Regions from separate parts of the Mus musculus genome. Here region 1 is linked to region 2. A link is a contact called in public promoter capture Hi-C data. All regions are on one chromosome and are shown on one strand. Each heading gives the region's core, a stretch centred on a gene start, on an enhancer-like site or on the middle of the called end of the contact. The rest is flanking DNA. Distances are from core to core; before and after follow the strand shown. Region 1 holds the start of Ybx3 (Y box protein 3). Region 2 overlaps Clec9a (C-type lectin domain family 9, member a).

Region 1 (3,788 bases), core at 1,130-3,629, 2.0 Mb after region 2:
TGCACACCTGTAATCCTGCCCCTTGGGAGATAGAGGCAGGATGACAAAGAGTTAAAGGTTATCCTCTGCTACAAGGTGAGTGAGGCCAAGGCCAGTTTGGGCTACTTCATGTGACCAATCTCAAAAATAAATAAATAAATAAATAAGTAAAAGTGCAAAACCAAAACAGATACACAAAGAAAAGAGGGGAAGTCAATGATAACAGCAGAAGGGGGAAGATGGGCAAGATTCTCAAGTCTGTTTTCACACAGTTGATGGTGTTTCTTTCCTTCTCAAAGTTATTTTTAAAAATACTAACTGTACAAATATCTATGATCAGACAAATTCATTCACACTTTTAATACTATATTCAAGTACACAAGAAGGTGTTGGTTGGTAAAATACGCCTACCCAGATCTTTTTACTTGAATAAACTTGTTTTCCCTAAAGGACTACACGGTATAAACCAAAGTTAAGGCCCCTTTGCAAAGACCAGAATGAGAGCGTCCAAGATATCCATTTCAGTCAGTCCTGAGTCCAGAACATTTTGGATATCCGTGTGTCGGCCTGGCACAGGAGATGGCAGACCACATCGGACAAAGACAAACAGTGCTCAAAGTGTCAGGTGGAGGCTTGCCCTTCATTTTCTGAGTCTGGACTTTTTGAGGTGGCAGGATGAAAGACATCAGACTCATCACCAGGTATCTGGCAGAAACAGAACTAAACTGCTGGGGATTGCGGAAATTAACCTTCCTTTATCGCCCTACCACCACCACCCACCTCCCACCCCCAATCTCCAAAGATATTATCTACTTTTCTTATCTCAAAAGTGCAAGGATCAAGTAAAAACCTGTAGGATTCCATCTGCCCTTAGTAAGGTATCATTAAGAACCTGCTTCGGCTAGCAACACAGGGTTCTATCTTTCATTTTGTGTGGAAATGGTCCAAGGAGCATCTTGGTAGAAAGTGCCACAATGTAACACCCACAAGACCTTTAAGGAACTTTTTAGTGAGAGTGGGGAAAAAAAAAATTGGCAGGAACCAAGTTTTTAAAGCCTTGGGAAAACAAGAACCAGAGAACTGTCAGGGGTGGGGAACACCGAATGGTGTTCTATTTCTTCCACAATTATTCCTTCAGCTTTCTCGCTAGAATGGGGAGGAAGCTCAGAGAGCAGGCGAGCCCAATCGGCCCCACCCAGAAACAGTGAACATTTCTGAAGCATCCTACACCATCTGTTAACTTTCCTGTTTCGGATAGCAAACCACATGCGCACGCACACACCCTCCGGGGAGCTTATCCACCACCCACCTGCTAGGCAAGCTTGTGGAAGGCCTCACACCGGGCGTTCCTTAAGGAAGATGAGGACACCCAAATGTGCGACAAAATACAACAGCCACAGTTATAAAACCTCTGCCCCGCGCCCCGCGAAATCTCCAGTCCCCACCTTCCCTTTCCCTCCAGTAACAAGTCGTAAGTGTTTTGGACACTCGTCCTACTCCACTTCCGACTAAGTTTTCCCGGCCGTCACACCACGTGTGTTCCCACGGTGCGGGAGAGGGGATGGTGCAGCAATTGGAAGGTACTGGAGGCTCTTTGCATCTGTGGGCACAGTAAGGGGAGGCGAGTGCCCGCCCCAAGTTTCCCGGGGCGTTGCAACATCCCTGTGCCGGCATGTGGCCCGCAGGAGCATGGCGGCTGTCCCAAGCCCACGAGGGAAGGGTGTCAGAGACAGACACCTGACCCTCCCAGGCCTAGGGGGTAAAAAAAAAAAATACACCACACAATAAAATCTTCCCAAGTCACCCCTCTCGTGCCTTCCTAGTGTCCCCTCCTCCCCACCGAGGAAACGTGCTGCTTTCCCGACCCACAGCCAAGACTCCCCAGAGCTGGCCCACGTGTCCCAGCCCGCCCTGCATCCACGTCCATCCTCGCCCGCCGTCTCTCCCGGGCTGCAGGCAGGGACTCACCGAGAACTTTCTTCTCCGCGTCCTCGCCGCCCGCGGGGGCTGATGAGGCCGGGGCGGGCCCGGGGGCTGCGTCTCCGCCGGGGCTCCCCGCGAGCAGCGCGGCGGGCGCCGGGGCCTGGGGCGCGCCGCTGGCCGCCGGGCTCTTAGGCGCGGGGTCCGGGGGCGCCGCGGCGGGCGCGTCGGCCGCGGCCTGCGGGAGCGTGGTGCCGCCGGTGGTGGCCTCGCCCGCCTCGCTCATGCCGCCTCTCCGCTCTCTCCGGGCACCTCGGTGGCGGTTGGCGGCGGTTAGCGCGGTGGCAGTCGCGGCGTCCGGCTCGCTCTCGGGGAGGCCGGTGCGGATCGCGCGGCGCGGCGGCGGGCGGCGGCTCGAGGGCTGGGGACGCGCGCGCTCGCGGTCTCGCTGGATCTCCCGGCCCCGAAGATGGCCCCGCGCAAGTGCTCGCGGGCGGCGGGCGGGCAGGCGGACGCGGGGCGGGGAGAGAGAGGGTGGGGAAAGCCGCCGTAGCTGCTTATTAGCATTTAAAGGCGCCCGCGCTACTCGGCAAGGCTCCCGGAGCTGGTTAGTCCGGGGATGCGGGCACCCGGGCGAGGTCGCCGCGGAGCAGAGGAGACATACCCTCCCCAAGACGTCTTTCACCTGAGCCTGCTTCCTGAGAGGTGGAGTGGGCCCACAGCGCCTTAATAAAACAAAAACAAAAACAAAAAAAAAAACCTCCTTTACATTTGCACATCCAGCAGATACCAGAAAGTATTCTGGGCGCTGAGATAGGAACTAGAGTAACCTGGGAGCTGTGGTTAGCCCGCTCCAGTATTCCTAGTACACAAGAGGCTGAGGCTGGAATGTCATTGAGAGTAGCCTAGCTTGGGCTACTGAGGCTGTCTTTCAACTATCCCTCCTTCCAAGTAGTAACACACACACACACACAAAAAAAAAAAACAGACAAGGGGTTGGAGATGTAGCTTAGAGGATCCAGTGCTCGCATGGGTCAGTTCAAGGTCATCATGAGCAAAAGAAGTTTGAAGGCTGCAAGAGATTCTCTCCAAACAGCCATGTGCGTGCGCCGGAATACCGCCCCTACTCCCCAACAAAACAAAACAATTACTCTTATAAAATCAAAAGGCCTCGTTTAGCGACTCCACAAGTGAGAAAATTAAAATCTAGATCTTCCAGAATGACTGCAAATGCAGGGTTTACACCTGTCAGAGGCAACAGATAATAAGCTGTTAATATGTATTTAATAACCTACGTTGAAAGAGTGGAATAAATCCACATGATACCTTTTGCTCGAGTTGGCTATAATTAGCACTAAACTGGGGAAAGCTTGAGCAACTCAGAGTAAGGCCTGCAAGATGCCTCAGCAGGTAAAGGCTTGCCTCCAAACCTGACCACCTGAGTTTCTTCCCTGGACCTACCAGATGGAAGAAGATAATCAACTCCAAGTTGTCCTGACCTCCATACATGTGCCGTGGCAGCAGCATGCGGTCCCACCACCCCCATAAATGTAAAACCAAAAAACAAACAAACGAAAAATGTATGTTTGAGACAGGTTTCTCTGTGTTAGCCCTGGCTGTCTTTGAACCCGGCTCTGCAGGCCATACTAACCTCTGAGAGATCCTCCTGCATCTCTGCCCTCCTCTCCTCCTGGGGCTGAGATTAGATTAAAGTTGTGTGCTGCTCTGCCAAGCTTAAGAACATTTTTAAGGACAAGGGAACAAGAGTCCTCCTGGTCGCTAGGATGAGACCTACAACATGCAGATGACCTCTAAACACTCCCAGCAGAGGAGTCCACATTACCCTTTACAGAGTGAAGCTTAACACTTGACCAAAGAACTGAGACCTG
Region 2 (3,794 bases), core at 1,108-3,607:
GCATGGTGTGCATTTGTGGTGGATATGTGCATGTGACGTGTGGATGGTGTGGTGTGTGTGTCCACTTTAATATCTCTTCTCTTATTTTAACACTCAAGTTATTATTTATTTCTGACAAGACAAAATTTAGACCTTTATATTGTACAGGTATTCACTTTTCTTCATTTACAGTTTGCGTCTTTTTTTTTTATGTAGGAGTTCATCAGCAGTATAGGGAAACTCAAAGGAGGAAATAAATATTGGGTGGGAGTGTTTCAAGATGGAATCAGTGGATCTTGGTTCTGGGAAGATGGCTCTTCTCCTCTCTCTGACTTGTAAGTCTATGAAAGAGACATTACAAGGAAAAGCTAGGAATGTGAAGAAAACTTAAAAGTTACTTTGTATCTTATGTTTTCTCCAGCAGACAAAGAAGCCTGATACTTTTACAGGCTCCTGATTGGAATTGTGACTCGTATACTTAAGACTTGGTTTTATTGCTTCCCTATTAGTTAGGTTTTCTATTGCTGTGATAAAACACTGTGACCAAAAAGCAAGTTGGGGAGGAGTGGGTTTATTTTGTTTACAAGTCCGCATTGCTGTTCATCACCGAGGGAAGTAAGGACAGGAACTCAAGCAGGGCTTAAACCTGGAGGCAGGAACTGATACTGAGGCCATAGAGGGATACGGCTTACCGGCTTATTCCTCATGACTTTCTCAGCCTGCTTTCTTATGAACCCAGACTTGCCAGCCAAGGAATGATAACACCACAGTGAGCTGAGCTCTCACCCACCAATCACTAACTGAGAAAAGGCCTTACAGACCTGCCTGTAGTTTCTTAATTGAGGTTCCTCCTCATAGATGACTTCAGGCTTTGCGTCAAGTTAACATAAAACTACCCTGAACATCTTCTGAATCTTCCTACCAGCCCTCCTACCATATCCTTTATAAAGTTGTTTTCATAATCCAAATGCCTAAATGGCCAATAAACTGTTAGTCCTTTGTATCACTTAATGCTGAGAAAACTTTCTGGTAAAAAGACTGTGATAACTATTGATCGATTTCTATATTGAGCTTTCCAGATGAGAATGGCATTTCATGGGTACAACCAAGTGCCTTAGTATGTTGAGAACAGAGCCGAGAGAAACGCATTGGCTCTCACCTACCTTTATGCAAACATGGCTTGGTTTTCTTTAGAAACTATTTGTTCAAATTATATCAACATATCCTTTGTAAAACTTAATAGATGCTATTTGAAGGAGGACAAAACCACCACAGAAGGCTACCACATTAAAGCAAACTAAAATAAATCCAACAGCATCTCTGGAGAGTTTCCCTTTCAAATACCACTGTCATCTTCACATCTAACCTCTAACCTGAGAAGTTACCTTACTTTTTCAGGTTGCCAGCAGAAAGACAGCGATCAGCCGGCCAGATCTGTGGATACCTCAAAGATTCTACTCTCATCTCAGATAAGTGCGATAGCTGGAAATATTTTATCTGTGAGAAGAAGGCATTTGGATCCTGCATCTGAAAGATACAACTCAAAGCTACCTGTTACACAAGTGTTTGAAAGAGGCCAAAGAGCAAACACAGGAGGAGATTGATGTGAGACTATGAAGGCAAGCTTGATTTTTTATTTACACTTGGCAATAGTCTGTAACGCTTTGCAGATTTCAGTTGACCTTGTCCATTGTGCCAAGGAAAAAATTGATTTAGAGCTACAGAAGATCTGACTCAGTGAGAACAAAGAAGAGAAAATAATTTCCTGTGTGTTTGAAAGTCCAAAGTGACGATCCATACCACACCGAGATCTAGCTGTCCTTGTGGGAGTTTTTATGCAATCCTTGGTTTGTACTTTTAGTAAACAATTCTATCTACTATACTTACAACTGACAAAATTTTCTTCAGGTCACCTTCCAGTAATTATAGATCATAAGATCACACACTGAGAGGAGAGAGATGGATTTCTAAACTGTAGTATTACCACCAATCATACGCCAGGGGTCCTTTGGCTCTAGGTAAAAATGAGCAGAATGGGGACCTCCAGTGTTTTTAATCTTCTTCTGAGGCCCAGGGCCTGGGGGATGACCTCACAGATATAGAGATTTACAGTTTCTAACCCTTGGAGCTAGGGGGCTATTGCTCCGGGATCTGAGTGCTCAGGTTGAAGGCTTATAGCTTTTCGTTTTAATCACTACTGGCTCTGGGTCTTGGCAGCTTTTACAATCCCTAACCTTTAGCAGCAATACCAGACAGCAGTCAGTAGCAGCAAGCAGCTCCCACTAGTGTTATAGCTCTTGGATGGCTTTAGGGTGGTGGGGCATTAACTCTGCAGTGACTACTATTACAGTCCTCTGGTCTAGAATGCAGGAATCTCCCATCAGCCCTTGTTGGCTGTTAGTGTTACAGCTCTCAGCATAGGTTTTCTGTGATCCTTGGTTCCAAAGACTGCAGCTGCTTGGCACTCTTCCAGGTCTCCAAGCCCGTGTTTCTCCTTCCTGGTTGGCCACAGTCTTCTGTCTTTACTCAGCCTTGCTTTTCTGCCTTCTCTCATTTCTCTAACTCTACCATTCCTCAGTCTCTCTGTTTCTGCTGCCCATCCTTTCTGCCATGACCCATCTCTGGAATTTTTCAGGTGTTCTCTTGTCTGTCGACTGCCACGGTAACTGCTGTCACCACTAGAGCTGCTTGCTCTGCTTGGTTGCCTTTGCTCCCATCTTGTGCTTCTGCATCTTCTCTTTGTGTTAGCAGCTCAGGCTACTCTTCTAATGCAGGGCAAAGGAGGAGAAAAAGGACCATTCGGGAAGTCTTTTATTGGTGTTAATGTTACAGCATCAGGAGTGTCAGAGGAGGGGGTGTCCTGGCTGACTCTAAAACTGAACTAAACAGCCCATTTAATAGATAAGAAGTGGGTGTAGTGCGGGTGTCTGCACCTTCACAGTAGCTCTTCAAGGACTGTGTTTGCACCAATCACAGCACAGACTCTTGTTTACAGTCACAGATCTTCCCTAGGTTCATGGTTGGAAGTGCTCCCTCTCTGGCCCAAATGAGAACTGCAGGACAGGCTGGGCCTTGGGCAATTTGCCAAAAGGCTTCCCTTGCTTAGTTAGAGTGCTGTTTTCCATAGGCTATTCCAGTTGTGGGAGCAGTCACAACTGGAGCATGTCTTCAGCCATGGGGTGGTGGTATTCTTCAGTAGCTAGAGGGGCTTCAGAGTAAAGTGCCCAAACTGCTGGCTGGACTGTCATGAGGGCAGTCTGGCCAGATGTTAGTAAAAAGGCTGCTTGGCTGATAGCTTGAATTCACGTTCACAGACAATAAAAGTGTGTTTACAATAAATACTTAATAAAACCCCAGTACATGACAATTCGAATAGCACTTAGCAGTACTTCATAAAAATGAACATTTAACAGGGTTTAACTTCTGCCCCAAAGCTGTAGAGTCATTGAGTCCCTCTGATCTGCCTCAGAAGGAACCAGGGCTTTTTCTGTCTATGGTGCTTTTCAGACTGCAGAGTTCTGCTGGGAAAGGTACTCTTTGAATTTCATGTAGGGGAAGGATTAGCATGGACATCAGCATGTCCCATTGTGTAGGTGGAGCCTTCCATCCTATTGCTCACAGATCAAACGGCTCAGTCTGCGCTGACAAGATGAACAAGATGAACAACCTAGTTCCTCTAACTGCCTGTGTCTCAACCTTCCTGCTATAAAACTGTAATACAATTCACTTCAAAATACTGCTTAAGAACACCATCCAAATATTACATGCAAACTATAAAAAATGATACTTTAGATAAGAAAGGGTAAATGAAAATG

Evidence for each region. Promoter capture Hi-C pulls out the DNA fragments that hold promoters and counts their contacts.
Region 1: a contact with region 2 is called in a promoter capture Hi-C map of liver, with 9 times the contacts expected there. The contact joins the promoter of Ybx3 here to the enhancer-like site in region 2. A contact is called at or near these places in 14 of 39 promoter capture datasets (the 3T3-L1 cell line, 3T3-L1-derived adipocytes, the C10 cell line and 9 more), 4 of 115 datasets of contacts at active chromatin or transcription factors (astrocytes, embryonic stem cells, large pre-B cells and 1 more) and 2 of 9 other capture datasets (adipose tissue and liver).

The regions. Positions count from the first base shown.
Region 1 is chr6:131,386,071-131,389,858 of GRCm38.p6, forward strand. It overlaps Ybx3 (Y box protein 3), which reads right to left and starts at 2,380. Exons shown (of 10, transcript NM_139117.2): 1 at 1,948-2,380. The coding sequence starts at 2,185.
Region 2 is chr6:129,420,849-129,424,642 of GRCm38.p6, forward strand. It overlaps Clec9a (C-type lectin domain family 9, member a), which reads left to right. Exons shown (of 7, transcript NM_001205363.1): 6 at 196-314; 7 at 1,378-3,794. The coding sequence ends at 1,510. It also overlaps a transcript of Clec12b not described here. Among named protein-coding and RNA genes, the nearest start is that of Clec9a, 14 kb to the left of the region's middle. Within about 2 kb of position 2,358, at least 103 of the 459 cell types and tissues checked have an H3K27ac peak or open chromatin away from gene starts, as enhancers often do. A contact at or near this core is called in the HPC-7 cell line, adipose tissue, liver and 1 more, where this site is marked.